Linked DNA regions of Mus musculus: region 1 is linked to region 2. A link is a contact called in public HiChIP or PLAC-seq data. All regions are on one chromosome and are shown on one strand. The core of a region is the stretch at or near the end of the contact, and the rest is flanking DNA. Distances in the headings are between cores, read along the strand shown. Region 1 holds the start of Zfp341 (zinc finger protein 341). Region 2 overlaps Cbfa2t2 (CBFA2/RUNX1 translocation partner 2).

Evidence for each region. HiChIP or PLAC-seq counts read pairs in DNA pulled down with a chosen protein or histone mark.
Region 1: an H3K27ac HiChIP or PLAC-seq map of the NIH/3T3 cell line shows a contact between it and region 2, with 3 times the contacts expected there. The contact joins the promoter of Zfp341 here to the enhancer-like site in region 2. A contact is called at or near these places in 4 of 39 promoter capture datasets (Sertoli cells, cancer-associated fibroblasts, macrophages and 1 more), 2 of 15 datasets of contacts at CTCF or cohesin (both in the NIH/3T3 cell line), 1 of 484 Hi-C or Micro-C datasets (the N1E-115 cell line), 19 of 115 datasets of contacts at active chromatin or transcription factors (the 230-238 cell line, the NIH/3T3 cell line, the SCID.adh cell line and 13 more) and 3 of 9 other capture datasets (adipose tissue, liver and pancreatic islet).

The regions. Positions count from the first base shown.
Region 1 is chr2:154,610,772-154,617,541 of GRCm38.p6, forward strand. Zfp341 (zinc finger protein 341) reads left to right here and starts at 2,597. Exons shown (of 15, transcript NM_199304.1): 1 at 2,597-2,631. The coding sequence starts at 2,601.
Region 2 is chr2:154,452,508-154,460,012 of GRCm38.p6, forward strand. The region is part of intron 1 of Cbfa2t2 (CBFA2/RUNX1 translocation partner 2); the gene reads left to right. Among named protein-coding and RNA genes, the nearest start is that of Cbfa2t2, 20 kb to the left of the region's middle. Within about 2 kb of position 3,389, at least 120 of the 459 cell types and tissues checked have an H3K27ac peak or open chromatin away from gene starts, as enhancers often do. A contact at or near this core is called in the N1E-115 cell line, the NIH/3T3 cell line, adipose tissue and 6 more, where this site is marked.

The sequences.
Region 1 (6,770 bases), core at 1,347-3,846, 160 kb after region 2:
GGCCTGCGCCACCACTATCTTGATCTTGTTGGCAACCTTTAATCCTACCACTCCAGAGGCAGAAGCAGGTAGATCTCTGTGAATTTGAGGCTAACCTGGTCTACATAGTAAGTTCCAAGCCAGGCCAGACTACATAGTGAGACCCTGTCTCAAAACAAAACTAAAACCACTACCACCACTAAAACAAAAACACTCTTCACAGACTTCACAGGCCAGGCAGTCCTTTTCCTGTAACTTCTGCAGACCCAGAGCTCACTCCAAATGCTAAAGCCCTTTTTCTACCTTCTTTCCAGGAATAAAACCAGAATTTCTTCTTTTCTATTTTTAACATCACCATTGACCCATTGGCCTCAGATTTTGATTTCTTCCCTAAAATTTCATCTGGCATTGCTTTTATCATTATTATTATCGTTATAATGTATCTGGTCATTTAATTCAACTTTTAATCATTGGGTCTGGAGAACAGTGCAGTGGTTAAGAGCACTTGTTCATGCAGAAGACCCAGGATCCATTCCAAGCGCCCATATGGTGGCTCACAACCCTCCATCACTCCAGTTCCAGGGGATCCAACATCTTCTAGCCTCCAGGGCACTGCATGCATGTAGCACACAGCTATATATGCACATAAAACATCCACACACAAAATAATAGAAGTGAAGATATAATTTTTAAAAATTTACTTGTTTGGGGCTGGTGAGATGGTGTGTGAAGTCAGCTACAGTGTACTTATGTATAATAATAAATAAATCTTTGGGCCAAGAGCAAGCAGAGGTCCAAAAAATTCAATTCCCACAACCACATGAAAGCTCACAACCATCAGTACAGCTATATACAGTGAACTCCCATACATAAAATAAATAAATAAATCTTTTTTAAAAATTACTTGTTTGTTGAGCACCTACGATATGCCAGGTATTGTTCTAGGTTCTAGAAACATAGCCAAGACCAAAAAAAAAAAAAAATTGTCTTCAGTCATAATCTATCAGAAAACATAGGCCATAGACCAGGAAGTAAATGAGGGGTGGAGAAGAGGAGCCATGGCTTCAGATAATTTTTATTCTGGTACAAGGAGAAGCTATGTTAGTCAGGGTAGTTGGTCAGGAAAGGCCTCTTTGAGGAGGTAGATGACCCAAGAAGCAGTGGTGTCAGCTGTTAGGAAGGGTAATGGAAGCTGGAGAGAATAGTAAGTACAAAAACTGAGGTCAAAATTAAAGGTCAAGGGTTGAGGTGGAGCTAAAGTAGATCACCAGCTTAGCATTCATTCACCAGGCTCTGTATGCAGCCCTGCCCTCTTCGAGCCCCACACACTCAGGGCAGCTGACACTATTAAGTGAGACTATTAAGTGAGCCAGCATTACAGAACTTTGTGCAACAGAGGACAGTTAAGTCAGAAACTCACAACTAGTTAAAGTGTCAGTAGAGTGTTTAGCCACAGTAGGACTTCTATCTCATCTTTTCCTCTTTCCAAGACTCAGGCATCATGGTGAATGTCGGGGTGGAAAGATATAAGAGCCAGAGTTTGGGGAGGCCTGGGGTGAAATCGTGTCTTGGAAATGGCAGGGCTACAGCACTTGCAAACTCAGACCAGCTGTAGCTTTCTCCACCTGCACAGGATCAAGCCAGTCATCATTCCAGAATGCATGGATGAGGACCTCACAAATCCCCAGAGGTCTGTCTTGGGAGAGAAAGTCCTCTAAGTGTATATGTAGTCCCTGATAAACCATGTTCCAGTGGATGACCCCACACTGACACACTGATCAATATAATGTACCAGCAGTTCAAATTGGACTTCATGGATTATAAACAAAACTTAGAGACGGCTCAGCTGGTAAAAGCACTTGCTGCTGGACTGAGTTCAGTGCCAGGGTCTCACATGATGGAGGGAAGAGAATCGATTCCGGAACGTTGTCCTCTGATCTTCACACATGTGTTTTGTTGTGTGTCTGTGTGTAGATATATGCCATGTGTGTCCATATACACAAAACAAAATTAATAATAAATGTAAAAACGACGACATGAAGTTGGGAGTGGATCCCCTCCCTATGAGTTTGAGCTAGGAATGGCTGAAATGGTAATAGGGTCGTCAAAGAAATGGGGTCTCAGAGAATCACAGTCGAGAGGTGTGTGAATGGGAATGGAGGTCCCTCCAAAGCTGGAAATTGGGGTTAAGAAGAGCACTGAGGGAATCTAACATAAACTGAGGAATTAAGACCAGAGATAGGAGTCCTTCGAGAAGGCTGCTTTCCAATCAGCGTGGCACAGTTGCAAGGTGTGGGGTGTCCATGTAACAGACAATCTCGGTGAGGTGGGTTGGTGTTGCAACCTTGAAGAAGACTGTGTGCAGCGATCATGGGGTGCGTGTTGAAGAACTGGGGTCGGTGTCCGCGTTGGGAGGCGATGTGCGAGCGCCGGACGTATGTCTGTGTAGAATTGGAACTACTAGGGGACTGGGTCTCCGGCCGGACAGCGGGGCAAGCTGTTTCCGGGGCAGGGGCTTCGGCGTCGGCTCCTGGGCGCCCCCTGGCGGCCCCGACCCCGCCGCGGTTCTCACAATGCTTGCGTAGCCCCGCTCCGACTCCCCGGGCGGCGGCAGCTCCAAGATGGCGCAGGCGATCTTCGAGGCCCTGGAGGGTGAGCGCGTCGGGCCGGGGCAGCGGCTGTTCCGCGTGGCGCCCCCTCCCGCCGCGCCCTCGCAGCGCCGGGCCCAGGGCGCGTGGAGGCCGCGGGGCGGAGGGCGGAGGGCGTCCGGGCCGGAACAGCCGCGGGGCGGGAGGGGGCGGGAACAGCCTGGGAGCGCCGGCTCTGCGGGGAGGGGGCCTCGGGACCGGAACAGCGCGGCAGTCGAGGCCGCCGGCGCGGGAGGGTGCACGCCCAGGAAACAGCCGGGGGCCTGGGCCTGGAGAGACGGCGGTGCGGGAGGGCTGGGCGGCTCAGCTGCCCAGTCGGGCGCCCGAACCACTCAGAACGTCCCGAGACCCACGGTGGCCTCCGGGCTGGGATGTAGTCCTACTAAGTCCAGAGCAGAGAAGGAGGCGCCGCCTGTGTGCACAGCGGAGTCTGGGAGAGACCACCGGCCCAAACCAGTAAACACAGGGCACCCACCGTGCTCCGATCTGAGCCCTGCACGCGTGTGCCTGCTTGGGCTACTCTGGTCTCCGATCGAATCGGATTCGATTCTGTGATCTGCAAGATCGCCGTGGTGCATGGGCCCCAGGCTCTGGAGAAAGGGAGCTCTGAGCGCCACCATGTGCACCTGCTGGAGTTTAACAACAAAGGATGGCTCTAGAGACAGGAGAGGAGTTGGACACAGTAGTAGCCTTGTGGGTGGAGGGTGGAGTGAACAGCCCGAGTGGAAATCTGTGGGCCGGGCCGGCAGAAGGAAACCAAGGCTTGTAGTTCACTAGCTTCTTGGAGGATGAGCTCTCACCTGAGTCTTACCTTTGAAAGAAATCCAGTGATTCTTACTAAGCCAGATTCACTTGTCCTCATCCTCCTTCATTACTACCCCACCTCACCCCGCCGTCAGAATTGTGGGAAAGAATAGTAAAAGAAGGCAATCTCAGGCAGGGTTTGCCGTGCATGCTCATAATCCCAGCGGTTGGAAGACAGGCAGGAAGATCGTTAGCCTCGGCCACATAAGGATTTTGAGGCCAGCTTTGGCACCATGAGACTTTCAAAAACCAATTAGGAATATATGTGTACATACATATACTCAATAACAACTTTTTTTAAAAGGCCATGACTTTGAAGGAGAGTGGAGAGGTTATATGGGAGGTTTGGAGGGAGAAAAGTGAAGGGCGGAATGTCCTAATCAAATTATAATCTCAAAAGTATTAAAAATATCATTGTACAGAAAATAAAAGGGGGGAAAAACCACAAAACAACGGGAACTCAAAAAAGAAGACTGCAAAGGTGACCCCAGCTGGTGTGTTCTGTGAAGAAAATAGCAGGGGTGGTGTGGATCTGGGTGGTCAGTCAGGGTCGTGGGTGTTCGTTCCCTTTTGGAGGACAGTGGGGTATTGCGTGTGGTCAGGTCGTGGGTGTTCATTCCCTTTGGAGGACAGTGGGGTATTGCATTGTTTAAACGTTTCGTACAAGCATATGCTTGTGTATTAGCTAAAGAAAAAATTAAATAGGATTCGAGAAGTGTAGTTTCACTGGCCTTGAAAGGTCCCCAGGACCAAAATAAATAAAATTTCTACGAGAAGAACAGCAGGTGTGTGGCGATCCAAATAAAAGGGCATCGGAAGGACCAGGTGGTGGAAGCCAGGGAGAACAAGATTTCCCATAATTCCCGGTGCAGTGTAGCGGAGCGGCTTGAGAAAAGCCCTCCTCAGATCTGATGAGGCTTCTGAACTTTATCTTGGGATCAGTGTGGTGCTAAAAAAAGGTTTTCATCAGGGGAGCCACATCATCTGATGTATGTTTTATAAAGTTCACCCCGGCTTCTGGGGAATGCGGGGGGGGGGGGGGTATGGTGAAGGGCAGCAGGGAGTGTAAGGAGCTCGGCCAAGCGGCTGGAGAGGGTGGATCCCAGATATATTTGGGAAGCAGAATAGGTTAGATTTGCCAAAAGTCTAGAAATGTCAGGAAGGAAGCAGTGGGGTGAGGGAAGATTCCGGGAGCGCACCAGGGGCCTTGATGGGAAGGAAGGAAGGAAGGGCAGTGTGCCCGGCTTGTACTGATGGACTTCACCAGAAGGGAAAGGAGCGGAGGGTGGAACGTTTAATTAAGGGCTTTATGTTTTCGACCTTTTTTTATATGTATGGTCTGTATGTGTGCATACTTAGGTCACAGCATGCATGTGGAGGTCAGAGAACAACTTGCAGGAGTCAGTAGGTCCTAGAAGCCAAACTCAACTTGCCAAGTGCCTTCACCCACTGTGTGAACCCATCTCACAGGCCCAATATTTTATCTTGAAAAAAAATTTTTTTTTGTTTTTCCTCCTGAAGTTCTAATAGACAGAGTGATTCCAAGAACCCGACTTCTCCCGGTGATAACAGCTTGTGTTCTTCATGCTATGGAGCCTCACTGCCCACAGTTCAGGAAGCCTGCGTCACTTCCAGCCACATCCTCCCTTCTCTCACCCTCCTTTCTCCTGACTTTATCTGTTCCTCACCTGTGAAATAGACTATTATCAAAGTGAGCCACAAGAGCCTTGACACACGTCATTTCCTCAAGACACCTCTACGCTGTATGTGCCCCCCCCCCCCACTCCCCAGTAGTATCATAGAGAAAGACAACTTCACTCAACAGGGCAAGGGAAGAACATTGAGGAAAATACTGAGTTAAGGACCTGAACTGCAAAGTGAAAGTGAATGGAGTTGGCCAAGAAAGATGGGTCCAACTTTCCATTTGCGATTTTTTTTGCCATGGACAGATATGTTGCAAGCATTCTCAATCTTGTTGCCTGTGTAATTTGAAAATATATTAAACGATAACAAAGTCATTAGGTTTTATAGAATACCGAGGAATGCACGATTGAGTGATGAGGTGAGGAATAATGCAATTCTGGTGCAGAAATTTCATAATATGGAGTCCACCTAAAGACCATCCAGTGGATGGAATAGTTGCATAATTCCAAGGATTTTAGACATCAGAATTTTGATAAATTCAAATCTAAAAAGATTTGAATGTCAATTCAGTGTAGCACGTTCAAGACTTAAAGTGAGGTGTTAGTCATTTTTAATGATTCATTGCCTCACTAAATTTAATCATTTTGCCTGGAGAAGAAATGGGGGAGGATGGAGGGGGAGAGTCCTAAGAGAGATAACTGGGTTGGGGGGAGGGGGGTATTGCCTTAGAGTTTCTATCCCTGCACAAAGCATCATGACCATGATGCAAGTTGGGGAGGAAAGGGTTTATTCAGCTTACATTTCCAAATTGCTGTTCATCACTAAAGGAGGTCAGGACTGGAACTCAAGCAGGTCAGGAAGCAGGAGCTGATACAGAGGCCATGGAGGGATATTTTTTACTAGCTTGCCTGCTTGCTCTCTTATAGGACCCAAGACTACCAGCCCAGGGATGGCACCACTGACAATGGGCTGGGTCTTCCACCCTTGATCACTAGTTGAGAAAATGCCTTACAGCTGGGTCTCATGGAGGCATTTCCTCAAGGGAAGCTCCTTTCTCTGTGATAACTCCAGCTGTGTCAAGTTGACACACACAAAAACAGCCAGTACAGGGGTACTGTGAGAGAAAGCCCACCCTGACACTAATAATTATACTCTGCTATACTTGCAGACAGGCGCCTAGCATAACTGTCAACAGAAAGGCTTTAGCAACTGATGGACACTGATGCAGAGACCCACAGCCAAACATTAAGTGGAGCGTGGGGAATCCTGTGGAAGAGGGGGAGGAAGGAGCCAGAGGGGTTGAGGACACCACAAGAAAGCCTACAGAATCAACTAACTCGCACATAAGGGCTTCTAGAGACTAAACTGCCAACCAGAGAGCATGATGGGCCAGGCCTTGGCCCTCTGCACATGCGTAACAGGTGTGCAGCTGGGTCTTCATGTGGGACAACTAAAGCAAGAGCAGAGGCTGTCTCTGACTCTTTGTGTCCCTTTCCCCTAACTGGGCTGGCTGCCTTGTCTTAGCCTCAGTGGAAGATGTGCCTAGTCCTACTGCAACTTGATGTGTCAAGGCAGGTTGATAGCCATGGATGTCCCTTTTCTAAGTAGAGGGGGAGGAGTGGAGGATGTGGCAGGGGAAGAGGAGGGGAGAGGAAGCTGCAATCGGGATATAAAGTAAATAATAAAAGTTATTAG
Region 2 (7,505 bases), core at 2,139-4,638:
GTTGGTTTATTTCTTTCTTTTTTTCTTTCTTTCTTTTTTTTTTTTTTAAGATTTATTTATTATATGTAAGTACACTGTAGCTGTCTTTCAGACACTCCAGATGAGTTACGGATGGTTGCGAGCCACCATGTGGTTGCTGGGATTTGAACTCCGGACCTGCTCTTACCTGCTGAGCCATCTCACCAGCCCATTTATTGGTTTTTCGAGACAGGGTTTCTCTGTTTAGCCCTGGCTGTCCTGGAACTCACTCTGTAGACCAGGCTGGCCTCGAACTCAGAAATCCGCCTGCCTCTGCCTCCCGAGTGCTGGGATTAAAGGTGTGTGCCACCATAACCAGCAGGTTTATGTATTATCATACCTAAGTACACTGTAGCTGTCTTCAGATGAGCCAGAAGAGGGCTCATCTGGGTGTGAGCCACCATGTGGTTGCTGGGATTTGAACTCAGGATCTCTGGAAGAGCAGTCAGTGCTCTTACCTGCTGAGCTATCTGGCCAGTCCCCGCTTTTTGCCTTCTAAAAAGTGTTTATTTACTCATTTATTTGTTTATTTATTTATTACAGGTATGGGTATTTTGCTTTGCATGTGTGTGTCTGTGCACCACATGAGTGCAATGCCCATAGGGGACAGAAGAGGGCATTGGATCCTCTGGAACTGGAGATGCAGCCGGTGTGGGTCCTAGGAAGTGTCCCTAACTGCTGAAATGCTATCCAGCTTCTGGAATCTCTTGTTGGTTTTAGGGAGGATCTTGAATTCCCTGTCCTCTTTGCTGAGTCTCCTGTGTGCTGGGGTGACAGGTGTGCAATAGGATATCTGGCTTTATTATTCATTATATTTCCCTCCTCTCTGTCAATACTTTTCATTCTTGCCTCAAAGTTATGCCCATCTTTCTGTCTCAGTTTTCCAAGTATTGGGATTACAGAGGTGTAATCCACACCTGACTTAATGTTGTTTTTTCCCCATTGGAAATGGGCTTACATAATTGTAGTAGTAAATGAATAGTCAAGGACAAGGTAAAGGACAAACAGAATCACTTTGCTTATCATGCCACTTGTTTGTTTGCCTGTTTATTTATTGGTCTTTCCAGACAGGACTTCTATGTGTAGCCTTGCCTGTCTTGGAACTCACTCTAGATCAGGCTGGGTTTGAACTCACAGAAATCCACCTGCCTCTTTCTCCCTAGCTCTGGAATTAGAGTCATGCATGCATGCCAATTCAAAGTTTATCATGCCTATGCTTGACCCAGTTGTTAGAAACATTATACCGGGCAGTGGTGGCGCACGCCTTTTATCCCAGCACTTGGGAGGCAGAGGCAGGCGGATTTCTGAGTTCAAGGCCAGCCTGGTCTACAGAGTGAGTTCCAGGACAGCCAGGACTACACAGAGACACCCTGTCTCGAAAAACAAACAAACAAACAAATTAAAAAAAAAAAAAAAGAAAGAAACACCATAAAAATTTCTATGGGCCTTCCAGGAAAGTAAAGAATTTTGTTTTATTTTGTTTTGTGTTGTTTGACAGGGATTCTCTGTATAGTCCTAGAATTCAGACCTGCCTGCCTCTCCTAAGTACTAAAAGCACGAGGCACCATGCCTGGGTGAAAGTTGTTGTTGTTATGTGGTTGGTTTGGCTTGGTTTGGTTTTTCACATTTAATAAGAACAAAAGGTTTGGGGTATAGCTCAGTCATTGAGCACTTGATTATCTTGGGTGCTGACACCTTGGTTCAGTCCTTAGAACTGCTTCAAAAAAGATAAATCAAGAACAGAGGTTTAAGGACTGATAGGGTGCAATGTTCTATGAACACTTGTTTGGAAGGAAAGTATGATTTAGCAGTCAAAGATAAGGGATGATGGGAAATGTGTGCAGGCTGATTGGGGCCACAGTTGCAGGTTATAGGTAAGCGTTTTTTAAACAATGGCAAGTGTTGTCATTCAAACCAGAAAACATCTGAGACTATTAACAGTAGATCTTTTTCACTTTGTATTTGAGGATTTTGAAAAGATTTTTATTTATTTATTTTTGGACTATTGCCCCATTATATAAATAACATCTTGCAGATCTACATTTGAAACTGCTTCAATATTCCTTCTGGGCCTTCCTAAATAATGTCTGGAGTTACATTGGACTTGGTGTGTTCCTGTGGGGAACAAAAGCACATGATCACTGAAGCCTGTAGCATAAATGAGAGGCTTGTGCGGGTGGTGTGAAAGGCGCTCTCCCAGCCTCACATGCCTGGGTGGGCAAGCTAAACTAATAGTTCCCAGCAGTTCTGAATCAGACACTGTGGAGCCAAGAGTCTAGCATTTGGAATTCCACTGCCTGTGCTAAGGGCCTGTCTTTTATCCTCCAAACCACCATTTGTTAAATGGCACTGGACCTGTTGACAAGAGGGGGGAGACTGGCAAAGATCAAGTTAAAAGGCAAAAAAAAGTTCAAAGGTAGGAAAATAAGAAGGGTTAGTTATGTCTTCACCTCCCCTTCCCCCACCCCGTCTCTGTCTCTGTCTGTCTCTCTATCTCTCTCTGTAGCTGTAGCCCTGGCTGGCTATTATAGACCCAGGCTGGCCTGGAACTCAGTGATGTCCAGCTTGCCTCCCGGGGTTCAATGGTGTGAGTTACTACACCATGTTTTTCCTCCTCTTCACTTATTTACTTATTTGTTTAATTTTAGTAATTTGTTACAAAGAAACTTCATATCTGAAAGCTGGGTTTGATTGTGCACTCTTTAATCCCAGCACTTGGGAGGCAGAGGCAGGTAGATCTCCTTGAGTTCTAGGCTGGTTTGGTCTACATAGTGAGTTCCAGAACTCTAGAGCTGTGTAGAGAGACCCTGTCTTCCTTCCTTCCTTCCTTCCTTCCTTCCTTCCTTCCTTCCTCTTATTTCTGTCTCTTTCTTTTTTTTTTTCCTTTTTTTTTTTGTGGGGGTGGGGGAGAGCTGTGAATCAAATCTATGAGCATGCTATGGAAAATTCTGAACACAAAAAATAGAACAATGTACTGAATGCCCGTGAACCTATCCGATAGCTGCAGTGAGTGGCAATTCATGAAGAGAAACCCGAACTTTCAGCCTTGGGTTTGGTCTCCATGTTGGGTCATGTTAAATTTGTCATCAGAGCACCGTGTTTAGGCTTTGTAATAAGTGATATGTCACTTAAACTTTCCTTTGGCCAGGGGTGGGAAGTGGGCCTGAGAGAGGGTATCTCTGTGTACCCTTGGCTACCAAAAAACAAAAACAAACCCCAATAAAAAACATCATTTCAAAGCATGTTTGAACCAAGTTTGATTTTCAGTGAGAGGCTTCACGAGGCTGTGTCTGCATCATATGTTTTAGGTGAAATGATCCAGAGCAGCCTTCACATTAGCTTCTATAACAGCTGGCAGGAGGTGGAGAGTGTGGGCGGGCACTGTGAGTAGTATAGTGTACGTTGATGAGATAGTGACTGAGCTAGCTGTTACTGCCCTGTCTTGTGCTGTCCCTTTTTCAAGGAGCAGTTGCTTTCGGTTTTCAGACCTACTGTTTTCTCTGTCTACAGATGATGTGCATTTGGCTTGGTTCCCTGTCTTTTCAGATCCAGCTGTTTCAAATTACATGGGATCCTCAGGGACGGACACTCTTCCTTAGCAAGCAGTGCTGCTTACTGGTGTTCTCTTCTGAAGCCTTTTTTCCTTTGCACACACTTTTGTATATTCTTTGTCTTAAAGAAAAACAGGAGACGTATGGTATGGCCAGGAATGTAGTAGGTAGGTTGGTCGAATGCCTGCTCACCATGCACAAAGCTCAGGATTTGATCTCCAACACCAGCTAAACTGAATGAGGTATTGAGTGCCTGCAGTCAGATTGGAGGACACCCTAGAGGCCAGGTCTCAAAAAAACTTGAAATCGACTTATAATAAATAAATAATATATTTAAAGTGCATAGTGGGTCTGGAGAGGTGCCTCAGTGGTTAAAAGTCTCACTGTGTTATCTGTAGTTGGCTTGGAGTTAGCTATGTTGCTTTATTTGCACCCCCAGCCCCCATTATTTGTATTGTTGTATGTGTATGGGTATCTTGCCTGTATGCATGTCTGTCTGTGCACCACATGCAGTATCCATGGAAGCCAGAACAGGGTGTTGCAGATAGCTATGATCTTTCATGTGGGTGATTGGACTTGAACCCAGATCTTTTGGAAGAGCAGCCAGTGCTCTCAATCACCTCTCAATCCTGTGTTTTGGACTTCTCAAGGTTGCTCTTTAACTCACTATTTAGCTGGTTGACCTTGATTTACTTATTTGCTTGCACCTCCTGAGCCCTAGAATTTACATACAGGTGTCTGTCTTGCCACTCTCCCAGCTCCTTACTCCAGCCTTTGTTTTGGAGTCTTACTGAGCTACTCACCTTGGCCTTGAGCTTGGGATCCTTCTGTCTCACCCAGGTCTCTTTCAGAAGACTTTGATAGATAACTATTTGCTTTCTGATGTGAGGAGTTTGACCATTTCCCCTCCCTTTCAGGGAGGGTGCTGTTCTTGTAAATTAATTGCTTGCTTACTTTTTTTTTAAAAAGATTTATTTATTATTATATCTAAGTACACTGTAGCTGTCTTCAGACACACCAGAAGGGCCTCAGATCTTATTAAGGATGGTTGTGAGCCACCATGTGGTTCCTGGGATTTGAACTCATGACCTTTGGAAGAACTCAGTGCTCTTACCCACTGAGCTATCTCTCCAGCCCAGCTTGCTTGCTTTTAATGGGGAATAGTATTTAAAATCTATACTCTTTGTGATAGAACTACGTAGACCAGGCTGGCCCTAAACTTAGGATGGTCTTCCTGCTTCAGCCTTTTGTCTGTGGCTGGGAATACAGGCATAGTTTGAGAAAACCATCTTTTTCCTTTGTAAATAAATACATATATTATACATTTATTATATTATTCACTCTCCATGGGTTATATAATTCCAAGTTGTCTTTGCAGGTGGTAGTAGCTTGGTGCATGCTATCAAGATTTCTTACTGGGGGCTGGAGAGGATGGTTCAGTGGTTAAGAGTACTTGTTGCTCTTTCAGAGGATCCAGGTTCAATTCTCAGCCTCCATGTGGTGGCTCAGAACTATATGTAAACTCCAGTTCACAAAACACGACCCGCTTCTGATCTCTATAGGCACCAGGTATGAATGTGGTTCACACACTTACACGCAGGCGAAGCGCTCATAAACATTAAAAAAAAATTGCTTTTTTTTTTTTTTTTTTTGGTTTTTTCAAGACATGGTTTCTCTGTATAGCCCTGGCTGTCCTGGAACTCACTCTGTAGACCAGGCTGGCCTCAAACTCAGAAATCCACCTGCCTCTGCCTCCCAAGTGCTGGGATTAAAGGCGTGTGCCACTACCACTACCATGCCCAGCCATTCCTTTTTTTTTTTTTTTTTTGGTTAGAAATCTTGATTCCTTATCAAGTGGTCCTCCTATTAGAGATGCTTGGATGTTTTTATGACTTGGTGGTTAGCATCCTCCAGAGTGGGTAATTTGGGATTACTCCTTGCTTCCTTCTTTCTTCCTTCTCTCTCTCCTGAATTGTTTTGCTAGGATCAGTAAATATTTGTGGGCATCACTGTGTTGCCCATTCTGAGTTTGAACTCATAGGTTAACAAAGTGTTCCTGCTACAGTCTCCCAAGTAGCTGGGAATAAAGGTGTGTGCCCCTGTGTCACACTTGAGAAGCGTCTTGATGACTTTTCTTACTTCATAGTATTGTATAGGTACCACAAAATGACTCTGGATATGAATACAGACATGATGCTGTCACTAGTCACATGTTATATTTTTGTTTCTTTACTTAGTTGTAACACTGAGATAATAATGTCTCCCAATAGGCCGTCCTATAGACGGTTTGCGACAAGTAAGGAAATAAAGGTAGTCCTTGATACTCAGGACTTACAATAAAAATTACTACTGCATCAATTAATATTGATGCTAGTTGCCTCTGGGGGATCTTCTGTTTTTGTAAAACATTGCCAGTCAGAAAATACCAAGTTTATACATTTTATCTATCTAAAGTATAGTAGAAGCTAAAGGAAGGCATATTTGTTTGATTATGTATGTGGAGATCCTAATTTTTAAACATATTTATTTATTTATTTATTTATTTAATAGCTATGAATATACTGTAGCTGTCTTCAGACACACCAGAAGAGGGCATCAGATCTCATTACAGATGGTTGTGAGCCACCATGTGGTTGCTGGGAATTGATCTCAGGACCTCTGGAAAAGCAGTCAGTGCTCTTAACCAACCACTGAGCCATCTCCAGCCTGACATCTTCATTTTTAATGTTTGTTCATGTAAATGTTAATATAAGCTATGTGTTCGTGTAGTATGATCTGGGAAGAAGGCAAGCCCCTCCTTCATTTTATATTTTTATTCTAAAATATTCACAGGAAATTGAAAGAGTGTATAGAGAAGCTCAAGGCCCTTCACCCAGTTTACTCCACAGTGAAATCTTTATTGGGTTTTTAATTTGTTTGTTTGTTTGTTTGTTTTTTTGGTTTTTCGAGACAGAGTTTCTCTGTGTAGCCCTGGCTGTCCTGGAACTCACTCTGTAGACCAGGCTGGCCTCGAATTCAGAAATTTGCCTGCCTCTGCCTCCCAAGTGCTGGGATTAAAATCGTGCGCCACCACGCCCCATGAAATCTTTATAATAACTGGTATATTTCAGTTTTCAGATAACTGTTTTCATGGCCCAGAAATTGATTAAACATTATCTGTATAAGCTGTTGGGAAGTGTCAAGGATTAAACCTTGATGTTGTGTAGTTCTGTCATTTCTCTGGATTCTCAAAATAATTATCTCAAATTTTACTGTAATCTTCATTGTTGAAACTTAGACTAACAGTTCTGAATTTAATAATGGGAACCTTACATTCATATTTACTTGATTTTAAAGCAATTTTTGCATTGTCTTCTTATCTTTGATTTACAGCCGCACCAGAACCGTTGTTGCCTGCATTGTCTTAATTTAATCATGGGCCAGTTTAGTAGAGCACCAAGTCTGGATCTGGGAGGCAGCTTGTGTGAATCATTTACATATATTTCTGCTTATGTTCCCAAAACTAATTTGCAGCTTTTTATTTTTGACCCAATTATACATTCAGAATATGTTTATAATTTATTTTATGAAGGCTTTTGTCTCATATAGGATTTAAAACTAGCCAAAAGAGCAGAAGTTATTAAACAATAGCAGAAACTACACAGTATGTAGGGCTTTAAATGGTGATTGTTCAACGTTTGAATGTCCCTCAAAATGTGAGTCTGTGTGTACATTTATTCCACTAGTGATTTGAATAGATGGGTTTTACACAATATTTTAGCTGTTATTGTCAGTCATAAACAAATTACATGTATTTAACAAGTTAATGTCAGATTGGCCAGGAGCCACTAGGAGGTGTGTACCTAGTGACATCAGCTGGCAAAGCGCCCGCCCTGGTAACCGGAGTGTGGAAGGGTAGTGGAGAGAGAGGAAAAGGGAGGGAGGGAGGGAGGGAGA